Regions from separate parts of the Macaca mulatta genome. Here region 2 is linked to region 1. Evidence: chromatin contacts called from public Hi-C data. All regions are on one chromosome and are shown on one strand. The core of a region is the stretch at or near the end of the contact, and the rest is flanking DNA. Distances in the headings are between cores, read along the strand shown.

Region 1 (6,570 bases), core at 2,021-4,520:
TAAGATAGACTAGATGCACTAGAGAACAGCTAGAGAAGTGGAGGAGGCTGTAATGCATAGTTACAGGAAGGATCAGAAAGCAGAAGGGGACTCAGCTGAGATCTTTTTGACCCTCACTTCCTTGGCCCTTATAGCTGGACAAGGCTACACACAAAAGTACTGGACATTTCCCAAGGAGCCTGAAAAGAGGTTAAGGTGATTGGACATTGTGTGCAGGAGGGAAGGCACAGACTGCCACATCTCCAAGATGGAAACAAACAAAGCCAACTGGGAATTTCCCTGTGAGGGCAGTATTTGACACACTGCCACTGTTTTATATCTGCTTGTTATAATCTTTGTTGTTCAAAGGCACGTCTACAGCCTACCATGCGGAGAATATGATTAAATCTTCCAGTTACTGCCTGGATTCTTGCCCAGCCTCAAGGCCATTATTCTGACCATTAGTTCTTGTTGTACTTAACTGTTAATGGAGAAGAAAGTATGAGGATAGGAATTGAATACATCATTGAGCCTAGAATATACCCCCAGAAGTCAGTCATTTAACAAATTTTTAATAGGAATTCATGATTAAATCCACACTTCTTTAAAAATAAATTCATAGTTAATGAAGGGCTCATTATCTTTATTTTACAAGAGTGGATAATTGAGTATTACATTTCCACATTTTGCTAATTAGGTCTTTTCAATTATTTAAATGATGGTCTATATTCTAACATTTTGAAATGAAAATGGCAGAGGGGGTTAAGGGAGGAAGAAAAGTAAAGAATATCAATTTGACTTGATTTGTATTTAATTAATGTCTCTCCAATTCTGGTGAAATAATTTTTTATGTGAGAGATTTTAATAAAAACTAAAAATATTCTAATGTAAGAGAAAATATTTTATTTCATAAAAAATATTACCTAAAAGCCCTCAAGTGAAAATTTCAAGTATAAAAACGTATAGAAATTAATACATGCACTTTAGATACTTTTACCTGTGTTAAATAAACAATTCTAACACACTGATTATCCTTCTAGGCTGAAAACAGATGACTAAGTCTGACAACAGAGAAAACACAACCAAAGTGTGTTTGAGCAAGATATTTAAAAAGAAATAGTAATTTAATAATAAGGGCTACCATTTATCAAGAAATCTACTGTGATCTGGGAATAGTGACTACCTCTTTATGCACTTTCTATTATTTAATCCTCTTCATAACCCCATGAATAATGTATTTTTTACTTCCTATTGTTGAGAAAAGAAAATGTGATTAACTTGTTGAAAGTCACATGACTAGTTATGAGCTATTCCTGGATATGAATATAAGTTTATTTTATTCTAAAGTCCATGTGTTCATATTGCCCACAGGTTACATGTTCTACAAGGATGGGTAACAGTCTAATTTGTTCTCCATTGGCTTATGCTATGAAATATTAGTTAATTTATTCATGCTTTTCATTGCTATAAAGAATTTTTTTTCTTTTATTTAGACCAAGTCTTGCTCTGTTTCCCAGGTTGGAGTACAGTGGCACAATCTCAGCTCACTGCAACCTCTGCCTCCCAGGTTCAAGCGATTCTCCTGCCTCAGCCTCCTGAGTAGCTGGGATTACAGGCACATGCCACCATGCCCGGCTAATTTTTGTATTTTCAGTAGAGACGGGGTTTCACCATCTCGGCCAGGTTGGTCTCAAACTCCTGACCTCAGGTGATCCACCCGCCTCGGCCTCCCAAAGTGCTGGGATTATAGGTGTGTGCCACCGTGCCCAGTCTGCCATAAAGATTTTATGATGCTTTAGCCATTTTTTTAAAATTGTGCACATACATTCCTAATTTTAGGAATTAATATAGCCATTTTTTAAAAATTGTGCACATACATTCCTAATTTTAGGAATTAATAATAGGAACTAAAAGGCAAAAGGAGAAATCACATTTATAAACTCACACGTTAGAGCAAAAAGTATTTTTAAATAAAATTATTTGTTAAAGGTTATAAATTGCCAATTTATATTCACTAGGTAAGCTTTTATTTTCAAGAGGAAGAAAGGCCTCTTCCCCATTTGAGTCCCAGTTTTTTAAACTGACCTGATTACGTGGCTAAGGTATTATTGTGAGGTATTAATGTTTTCTTTTGTTTTTCCTTCCCCTTCCTCCCCACCCCTTTTCCCCCTTTCCAGAGTTTTGTTCTGTGGCATTGCCTTAGGTAAGTACATGGCAGGGCAAACAGCAGAGGTGACAGCAAATCTTCCAGATTTTCACTTTGTCAAAGTAAGAGAGACTGAACTGGGGCCATGAGAACAGAGACAATCCAATTACTGTGTAATTCATAAGAGTTTAGAACTGACTCCTTGTGCACCCTTTTTCAGGCCCTTTTACTAATGGACTTTTCTCACTTGTGATGATCTGGGAGAGCGAGAGTGAGGAGAGTCTAAGAAGAGTTCAGGCTAATTATTTTCCCACTAACCTGGCATAGGAGAGGTTCATAGAGATTAAATTATTTACAGTAAATAAAAAGAGTAATATTGCTTTACATTCTGTTCTGTAGACTGGGATTCACACTCACCACAATTATTCCTGATAACAGTCTGCCACACACCTTTCATTTTAAGCAATTGAAAAATTGTACCAACTTTTCTCTTTAAATTTGCTTTAAAAGCAAATTCAGAAAATTGCTAGAGGGTCAAGAAATTACACAGTCCAACTCCATTATTTGATAAATTGTACAAAAAGCAAACTAAGGCAAGAATCAACTAACTTTCAAAGTTCACGAAGAGGGCACTCTGGAAGTTGATAAACCACCACACTATATAAATTCCACTACCTCTTTATCTGTAATGAAAAAAATCAAAGGTTGACTTTTTTTTTTTTTAACTACTCACTGTATTTTTAGAAAGATAGGGCAGAACCACTGTAGAACTCCTAAACCCCACAGAACAAACAGTACATTCTGGAATGATACGCTGGCCAATCCGGCTGGCAGCCGATTGACCTGACCCAGGCAAGGGTTGGTGCATAGAGTATTTAGTTCGGCCCCCTACTGAATGAAGACACTTTGTTAAATTCTCCAATGAGAGACGCTTAGAGGTAGGGGCGTGGAAGAGGGCCGGGGAATTTGACGCCAGATAACGGGAAGTGTGAGCTGATTGGCCGGGCTTCTCACTCCACGGCCCAGCCTTTTACGGATAGCGGAGGCCATCCATCAAAAGAATTACACCAATCAGAGTTGAAAATGCCCCCTTCTCGCGAGAAAGCCCCGCCCTCCAATATATTCCTCTGCAGGGCAGGCGCGGCCCCTTCGGCTCCGAGCTGACCCTGATCAGGGCGAAGTCGTCTCGGCTGCGCTGCCGAGACCTCCACCCAGGACAGCGCCCCCTCCCCGGGCCTCTCTCCTCTTGCCTACGAGTCACCTCTCCTCGTAGTCCTCTTGGATCTAATATCGTGGGGTGAGGGGAGCAGGCCCGGGGAGGGTGGTTACCGCTGAGGAGCTGCAGTCGCTGTCAAGGTGAGTGGGACTGCGCGGGGGTTGACCGCCAGGTGCGGGTGGGGAGCGGGGTTGGGGACGTGGAGCGAGGAGTAGGTCTGGCCCGCGCCCTTTTCCGCAGTTAACTCTACCGCTGCTGTGAGCACAAGCCCAGGCTAGTCCGGGGCTGGAGGGGCGGAGCCGGATCCGGCCTCCTGGGGTGCCTTAGTGTCTGCCGGCCCAGTCCCAGGGAGTAGCCAGGGGAGGAAGAATGGAACCCCTGCAGTTAGAGGTTCCTCACATGACCAACTCTGAAGATCTCCGCCTTCCTGTCTTTAGGTTGGTGTGGAGAGGGACCTTCCGTGTATCTAGGGCTTAGCTTGTGCCCGGGACATGGTTGTGTTATGCACACTTAAATCAATGGAATTCCCAGGTTCACCTTTCAGACTAGGTTAGCAACACCCACCGCCCCCCGCCCCAGTGCGTGCTCTTAATGCCACCTTTTAAGTTTCCTTTCCTAACAACAATAAAAGTTGACTAATATTGAGTATTGTATGCCAAGAACTGTGCTATACTCTGTAAGTGGTGAATCTTGTTGTCTCTTCACATTCAGCGACAGATATTGTTACCCTCATTTTATAAATCTAGAAATAAGCTCAAGCTCATTATTGTTCAGTGTTTTTTAGGCACCTACTATATGTGCTAAGCTCTTTACGTGATTTCATTTAGGTCACACAAATCTGTGAGGTAGGTCATAAACCTTATCACTACTTTATAAATGAGGAACTAAGTACAATTAAGTAACTTGAACCGTTCATGTTGTTAAAATGTGGCAGAATACTTAACTACCATCTGCTTTTCACTTTCGGTATCCTGTCTTACGGTGATTATTCGTGGTTATCTATTGACAAGGTATAAGTTGAACAAGTATTTCTTGAAGATTTGCATTTTATTTTTCTAAAAAGCATGTTTCCGGCCGGGCGCGCTGGCTCACGCCTGTAATCCCAGCACTTTGGAAGGCGGAGGCGGGCGGATCACGAGACCAGGAGATCGAGACCATCCTGGCCAACATGATGAAACCCCATCTCTACTAAAAATATAAAAATTAGCTGGGCGTGGTGGCGCACCCCTGTAATCCCAGCTACTTGGGAGGCTGAGGCAGGAGAATTGCTTGAACCGGGGAGTCGGAGGTTGCAGTGAGCCAAGATCGTGCCACTGCACTCCAGCCTGGCAACAGAGCGAGACTCCGTCTCCAAAAAAAAAAAAAACACACATTTAGGATGTGACCAACTTGTAGAAGGGAAATAAATAACAGATGGCACTTTGCAATGACTTAGATGCACTAGCCGCATTGGGGGATGGGAGACTTATAAATCATTTCTTGGCCCAGTGCAAAGATGGCCAAGGAAAGCAGGAAGGACTACTTACACTCCTTTCTGGTCTTTTTTTCTATATATAGATGATAGAGGTACTGACAACAACTGACTCTCAGAAACTGCTACACCAGCTGAATGCCCTGTTGGAACAGGAGTCTAGATGTCAGCCAAAGGTCTGTGGCTTGAGACTAATTGAGTCTGCACATGATAATGGCCTCAGAATGACTGCAAGACTAAGGGACTTTGAAGTAAAAGATCTTCTTAGTCTAACTCAGTTCTTTGGCTTCGACACAGAGACATTTTCTCTAGCTGTGAATTTACTGGACAGATTCCTGTCTAAAATGAAGGTATGTTTGAAGCTACACTTTTGTAATTTTGCTCAGTGTGTTTTGGAGATGGAATTGTTACCTTTTGGCTGATACTCACAAACTTGACCTTTTTTATTTTCAGCACGTAGCCAAAACATTAATTTTGTCTACTACAGCATTAATATGATTTCTTATCATAAGAGTACATCAGGTATTAGACTTAAATTCTGAAATGAAAAATAGTCTAATATCAAGTAACTAATTGCAGTTTCCTAGTAAGAAAATTGGCTGTTTTTAAAAAACCCTTCTTGATAGGTTGGATTTGTCCATTTATTTACTATTTTTAGATATAAACAAATGTATTAGTGGCAGATATTTATTAGAGGCTACATTGTGGCTAAGAATATACTTCTTAATCACTACCCATATATAAAATTGTAAATGTTATAGCCTTAGACCTAGTCAAGACTTGCTTATGCTTGGCATTTCCAGCTTCAGTGTACATGCAGTGGGGAGGAGAGTGTATCTGAAGGAGCAACTATTTTTCTATACTAGATAAACAAGACTATGTCACTTTCAGAGCTTAACTGTTACAAATGCATCTCCCTTTCCCATACACCTATGGTCACTGGAAGAAAAAAAGATATGTGGCAATTAGAAGGAAACTCATATTTTAGTCCTTGGTATCTAATACAGTGTATCACAAGAAAGGACTTCAATATTTGTTGAAGATTCAAGAAATTTGCTTCAATAGACTAATTAACCTCTTGACATTTCACATGTGTAGTTACTACCTTTGAATCTATAAATGTTACATAAATGAATAATATGTAGCTGTCCCCTCAGGTATAATTCAGTCTAATGTGAGAATAAGATCATTGCTCTTATGTACAAGTCATAGTAAGAAAAGTAACTACCTTATTCTTTTAAAGAGGTATAAGTGTACTGCTGAAGAGGTTACAAGAAGAGAGAGAGCACAGAGATATTAATACTGGTAACAGCTTAGTTTCGTGTGAGCTGGACGTAAACAACTGGATAAAGTTTGACTGTGCCTCATACTGCAGACATTCAGAAAATTAAATGATAAAGATTACTAGTGGATAGAACCCTTAGAGGCAGAGTAAACAGTATATGCCATAGTATTTTAAAACTGTTTTATGTGTTCCCACAAAGACAAGAGCCTGGAAAAAATACAACATCCTGGAAAGAAATGGCTTATTTTGTAAATAAGCCATAAAGTATTTCAGTCCTCATATATCTTTGACTAGTTAACTTATTTGAACAAACTAGAACAATGTTTACTTATACTTCTACAGTGATTAAAAAAAACACACAATTTTTCTATGCTGAGCCAAACATACGGAAACTCAGTCCAGTTACTCAAAAATTGCTTCTAAGTGGGGTCCATAGTGTTGACAGGCTATAGTTTAGGTATGAGTGGATTGTG
Region 2 (6,570 bases), core at 2,283-4,782, 71 kb after region 1:
ATTAGTCCTTTTCAGATATATATATATATATATATATATATATAGAGAGAGAGAGAGAGAGAGAGATTTCCCCTCCCAATAGCAAGACCCTGTCTCTAAACACACAAAAAGATTTTTTTAATTAGCTGGTTGTGGTTGTGCACGCCTGTGGTCCTAGCTGCTTGGGAAGCTGAGGCTGTAGAATCACGTGCGGCCCAGGAGTTCCAGGCTGCAGTGAGCTGTGATGGCACCACTGCTCTCCAGCCTGGGTGACAGAGGGAGACCCTGTCTTGAAACAATAAAAATAAATACATTATGCCCAGTTAGCCACTTGGGATCCATCTTGAAAGACTGGCTTTTTCAGGTTCACATTTGTTCACAAATGCAAACACACACAACAATTCTTCATAATTTATATTAATAGATTTCTCTGAATGCCTCTTAGAGTTTACCATGTGCTGTGTGCTCTAAATGAATATAACATTAAAAGTTAGATGATTCTTTTAGTTCAATTCGAATGGCAGTTTTTGATGTTCTTAAATTGGTACAGAGCCATAATCCAGAATAGCGGTGCAAAGCTCACTGAGCACATTCATTACCCTTCAAAGTCTTCGAAAACAGATTACTGGGCTTCACTCCTAGAGAATGATTTCATTCCTTAGGTTCTGTGGTGCAGGCAGGTTTGGAAATCACTTATCTAAAAGTCCTTAATGCTTTGTGAAACTTAAGTCCACTCCATCTACCATTTTCTCAGAGGGCAGGGTAGTATTAATGGAAATGACCCGTTGCATTTTACTTCTTGCGTGCTGTTACCACCACCGCCTTTTACTCTCCTTTGAAATAATTAAAAAGCACTGGGAAGGGAAAGCACTGCAGAATTTTACTAAACATAATCTGTTGCAATAAGATGTAACTAAATAAAATGACAGAAAACTGTGCCTTTTAGAACAGGAATCAACTGCATGATCTGTGTGCTTTCCAAAAGCGTGGCTCACTCTTCTTCCGCAAGAGAAAACTACAACCAGTCTTGACAGGAAGTTGTTGGGTTTTTGTTTTTGTTTTTGTTAAATAGTTCTACCAAATAGTTTTGCAAATAGACCCAGGCTTGACTGGCAATTAAACATGAAACTTCTCATTGGGTATTTTCGAGACTACCACGGGGAATCAGCTACCAGCTTACTGCCATGTGGAAAACTGCACGAGATTCCGGGATCGGAATCAAAATGCTAATTTAAAAGGTCAAGTGAAGCTGCGCCTCACGTTTTGGCGTGCCTGCGCTCTCTGCAGGCAGCAGCGAACAAAGACCCAGCAAGAGAAGGCAGAGGCTAAGACCCATCCCGTATCTGCTCTCCTGAAATAATTCTGGAGTCATGCCTGAAATGCCAGAGGACATGGAGCAGGTAAGAACTAGCAATTCAAGAAATGAAGCATTCTAGAGTAAGAGATGCTTTAAAAGCATTCCAGTGAATGCCTGCTAAAAACAGAATTGTTGTGTAAAGAAAATAGAAACGAGAGTCATTCATTTCCTTAAAACATAACCTCGGGACAAGGAAGAATAAGCCAACTTTAGTTACTGACCTAGAGAACCAGGTTATGAAGAACTCAGCTAAGTCTCATTAGCCGACAAGAATAAAATGCAAGATAGAACTGCAGTTTCATTTACCATTTTAAATGCAATTATGTATATAAAGTTTCTACATAAATAAGGTTTTTATCTATAGTTGTGTGTTCCAGATGTCTTTGTATGAATTTAATCTGCTAACATAACTTTTAGTTTCAGGCTGCTCTCTTTAAATGTATAGACTTCACCACCACACCAAGTTATACATTGTCTATGTAAGAATAGCGTTGGATTCGCATAGACCCTACAGAAAATGATTAAAAACCATATCCAAACATATGCCCCTAGAACTGTACCCAACTTTTACGGGGAAAGTATCAAGTCAGATTCTCGAAAGTAGCCAAGTTAAACTCTTTCTGTTCCTCAAGACTAGGCTGCTCTGAGAATCAGAATGCTAATTGCACATGCTTGCCCTTAAACCTTCTTCTCGTTGAAGAAGGAAGAATTAATTTTCTTTTCTCCCATAGAAAGGTAAGATTACATCATGTGTTGCGACTAGAAACTTGAAACCGAATTCCCAGTTTTTAAGAGAGGAGTATTAAGATGATCTTGGCTGCTCCCCCGGCTCTCCTCCCGCCCTCTTCTTTGTTGTCCCGGGCTTATACTTGTTTAGCGCTGGGGCAGTCCTCAAGGATTCCCTAAATAATGCTAAACTGATGAACAGTAATAGCCTGTATTTAAAAAAAAAAATCGGAACAGAAGAAACCTCAGGCTGCCTTCGATTACTGTTCTAGAGAAACTTATGTTTACACGAGTGAGGAAATGAGTTTTTGTTGGGGATAGGGGAGAAAGGAAAGTCTCGGTGTTCTGACGTGGAAAAACTTCTTTAAAAGGCTGCTTAGTCTTTAGTTTGAAAATAAAGCAAAAAGGATTAGGAGACGGGGAAAGGCCCTAGGAAAATCCAAGCAGTGGTCACGTTTGTGGGCGACGTTTAGAGCTTGCTATCCTGGGCACACAAGAACCGTTGGACTATTCGGTGCAAAGTTGGCGAATCCTACACGGCCTGTGCCAGGGTTTACTTTCTGCATACATTTCACAGGCGTCCGACCCGGGTGGGGACTTTTGCGATTTTGAACTGGAAGGGAAATAAGTCGGCATCAGCACTTAGGGCTGATTGACTTTTAAAAGGTGGTAGAACGCCCAGCATTACACGCTGCTGCTTAAAGTCTCGGTGCTTACCAAGGCTGGGCTCGCGTGGCCCAATCCTGCAGTCCCCGAGGCGGTGTTTCTCAAAGGGTAGGCTTCATTCTGGTTAAACCCGTTAAGAAGCCGGACCCTGGGCTCGTTTCTCATTATATAATTATGGGTAAAGTCCAACGACCTGCGTTTTGAAGATTTACCTAAGTAATTCATCTTCCTTTCCCCCACAACTTTTTAATTTTAATTAAAAATAGTTTTACATTTTTGAAATCTCACACACAGGTTTTTTTCTTTTTTTAAGCATCCAGGAAGACAAATGGCTCAGACGCCAACCCTTTTCTTTTTATTCCTTGTCTTTTCTAAATCTTTAAAACCCACACCTAGGGCTCTAGAGATGTGTCCATTATGCTCTACCCACCTCCGCCCCCGCCCCCATGACTTTAAAATGCTTTTTATTCTACTTTATATACTGCTCAGTCGATCCTCATGCACTAAGCAGTCTGCAAACTTGAAACTCAAGGCGATGCAGTTCAATCTCTTCCCGAGTCAAGAAAAAATAGAAAAAAAGTAGACGAAGAAAGCACACAAATAAAATCTCCGAAACAAAACCTGAGTTCACTGCCTAAGGTCAGGGCCTTTCTTTTGTGTGTAGCTTTAACCACCGGCGCGTGGGCTGGGGGCGGACCGCGCGTGCCCTTCCTCTTTCTGGGGCGTCGGCAGAACGTGGCCAATCAACGGGCGCGGCTATGGCAGCGGAAGCCGGAAGCGGCGAGCGGGGTCGTTCTGGGCCTAGGGAAGGCGGGCTGAGGGCGTCTGAGCTGAGGCCCGCGTCGATCCTGGGTTGGAGGAGGTGGCGGCCGGTGAGGCTGCGGCGTGAAGACGGCGGGCATGGTGGGGCGGGAGAAAGAGCTCTCTATACACTTTGTTCCCGGGAGCTGCCGGCTGGTGGAGGTGAGGGAGTCGGCCTGGGCGTCTCCGGTGGGAGCGGGGGCGCCGAGGGGAACGAGCCGCCGGGGCTCGGGCGGCTTTCCAGGCGTATTCCGCCCGGGTCAGAGCCTCCCGCAAGGAGTGGTCTCACCGCCACCCTCCCAGCCCCGGATCCGAGGGGGGCGCCACCGAGTTTGTTTATCTCGGCGCACACGGGTCAGTGTTTTTTTCTTCCAGCCACTGCGGCAGGAAGCAAGTAGGTGGAGATTTTACTTTCGAGTTCAGTCTCTGCTCCTGACGGCGAAGAGGTTTTTCAGAGTTGTGTCTGTTTTGATTTTGTTTTTCCCCGTTTCTTCATCTTTGGTTCGTATTCCTCGATCTTACAAGTTCGTAGGTTTGAGAAAGAACAGGAAAAGGTGACTTCACACAAATAGCAGTGCTGGAGATGACAACTTACGGAACTCTTTAAGTTCTCGGCACTGTTATGCGCTTGACGGGCTTTACTTTAATCCTCCACTGTGAGATACTGTTATTGCCTCATTTTAGAGATGAGAAAACAGGCATAGAGGGTGATACATTGGCCCGCGTTCATTCCGTAAGGTTGGAGCCTGGAATTCAGATACAGGTTTGTGTGACTGTCTCGGGCTTTGAACCACTACGGAGTATCCCTGAAGGAAGATTATGATGATGATTGGAAGATCCATCTCTGGTGCCCCTCGCATCCCCGCCCCATCTTGTTCCATTCCACTTAAGGGCTTCCAGCATTAATCTGACAACAGAACATATCCAACCCTGGGGATAAGAACACTGCTATTGCCCAGACCATGTCTTTTGGAGAGAAGAGAGAATATAGGAGATGGCTGTTTTTGTTAATGCAGTTTTCGTGCTTCCAAATGTATTTAGGGTTTAGGGTTTTCAAATCACGTTGGTTCTTTGAGGGTAAAGTTAGGATAAATGGTCTGTTAAACCTCTGTGTTCCTAGGTCCTCCAGACGGTGCTGAGTGCATGTTACGTATTGTATGTTTACATTTATATGTATGCATTCGTATGTGTACGTGTGCATATAAAGCTTAATCTACTTTCACAAAAAGAAGTTCAGTATAAAAATGAAAATAGCTTTTCGTGTTTTCCTTCATTAAAAATGAAACAACGAAGAGCTTGGCACAGACTTACTGCTGTCAAAACCTGTAGAATTAAAGCTTACTGACTCATGAGAACGAGAACTGTCTCATAGTTAATGTTAGAGAAGCAGCCTAGAGTGGTTCCTGTTAGTAATACTGTCTGTGGGGCACAGTAGTAGTTAGACCAGTCCCACCTAAGTAGTTAGAGAATCTTAAAAAGTAAAGCCCAGTAATGTTTACTTAAAAGGTCTGTTTCTGGGGCATTAAAAAATAAACATGAAACTGTGCCAAGTTTTAAAGTTTCCAAAAACGACAAGGCATTTACCACTGAAATTTAGGGAAGCCCCCCTCCACATATTAGTAATAGTCCATTCTTTACTTTTCTAGGCATTTTTAGTAGACAGTAATGCAAGTGTGCTACAGTAGAAATCACTGTCCCAGAGAACTGTGTTGGACCACTCAGAAAGAGCCATATATCTCCCATTACCTATACAATTTGGTATCATTGGATTAGATAGAATAATAACAGTAGCTCCACATTTATTTATATGTATTTCATTTTTCAAGAAATGTTTTCTTGGTGTCCATAAATCTGGTCCGTTGGAGTGGTTGAATTCCGTACTTCAAAGTTTAGACAATAAGAGGCAGATACGTTTAGAGTAACTTAAACTGATGCTAGATCTACTTTCCCCCGTATAATAAAAGTTGAGAAAACGTGGACTTCAGGCAAAGTATTACCAACTCTTTATTGTGCCTTGAGTGAACTAGATAGCATTTTGTTCTTTCATTCTGAGTTTCTTAAAGTGTTTAGCCATATCTTCCTTGTGCACAGCTAAAATAATTTATGGAGTGCAGGTCCAAAGTAGTTTTTAGAGGGATATTTCTTTTTCTAAAGAACGAACCAAAAAGCCCCAACAAAACAGTGTAAGAGGCAGAGTACTGTTTATATAGGAGCTCAAAAATAGAGATATTTGTTTAGCATATTTTAAATTTCGGAGTAATGCTTATTCAGAGGAAAAGTTACCTTGTTTAACTGAACGAAACTATTCGGACTCCTTGTGGTAGGAATAATATGGAAACTGTTAGAAATGTAGAACTTTAAAGCTGAAAGAGCCTTAGTCATTTTGTCTAAATGCCTCCCGCATGTACCAGTGAGGAATTAGATCAATAGAGATAGAATAACTTCTTAACACCAGTTTGTGGCAGAACAGATAAAACTGTAATCATTCATGAAACCAAATATTAGTTCAAAGGATTCAGACAAAATGCAGTGTATTTGACTTGACCAGAGAAGCAAGAAGACTCAGATTCTGGTTCCAGCTTTTTTACTGTAGACAAAACCTTTAACACCGGACTTCTTGTTCCTCGCTTTGGAAATACCTTTTCTAACAAGCTTTTTTTTTTTTCCTTCTTGCTCTGTCGCCCAGTCTGGAGTGCAGTGGCTCAATCATTGCTCACTGCAACCTCTGCCTCCAGGGTTCAAGCGATTCTCCTGCCTCAGTCTCCTAAGTAGCTGAGATTGTAGGCGCCCACCACCATGCCCGACTAGTTTTTGTATTTTGGGTAGAGACAGGGTTTCACCATGTTGGCCAGGCTGGTTTTGTACCCCTGACCTCAGGTGATCCGCCCACCTTGGCCTCCCAAAGTGCTGGGATTACAGGTGTGAGCCATGGCACTAAAAAAACAAAAACAACTAACTATGATTATATACTCATATAACATGTTTTCTTTTTTTTGTTTTTTTGAGACGAAGTCTCGCTCTTGTTCCCCAGGCTGGAGTGC

The links. Hi-C and Micro-C count contacts between places; a contact is called where the count stands out from the background.
Region 2: a contact with region 1 is called in a Hi-C map of cortical neurons, with 5 times the contacts expected there. The contact joins the promoter of MAT2B here to the promoter of CCNG1 in region 1. A contact is called at or near these places in 2 of 14 Hi-C or Micro-C datasets (cortical neurons and liver).

The regions. Positions count from the first base shown.
Region 1 is chr6:172,253,790-172,260,359 of T2T-MMU8v2.0, forward strand. CCNG1 (cyclin G1) reads left to right here and starts at 3,271. Exons shown (of 8, transcript XM_078004521.1): 1 at 3,271-3,335; 2 at 3,437-3,481; 3 at 4,899-5,162. The coding sequence starts at 4,899. It overlaps LOC144341338 (a long non-coding RNA gene), which reads right to left and starts at 2,953. Exons shown (of 3, transcript XR_013418216.1): 1 at 2,859-2,953.
Region 2 is chr6:172,324,386-172,330,955 of T2T-MMU8v2.0, forward strand. It overlaps MAT2B (methionine adenosyltransferase 2B), which reads left to right and starts at 3,533. Exons shown (of 7, transcript NM_001257473.1): 1 at 3,533-3,691. The coding sequence starts at 3,629.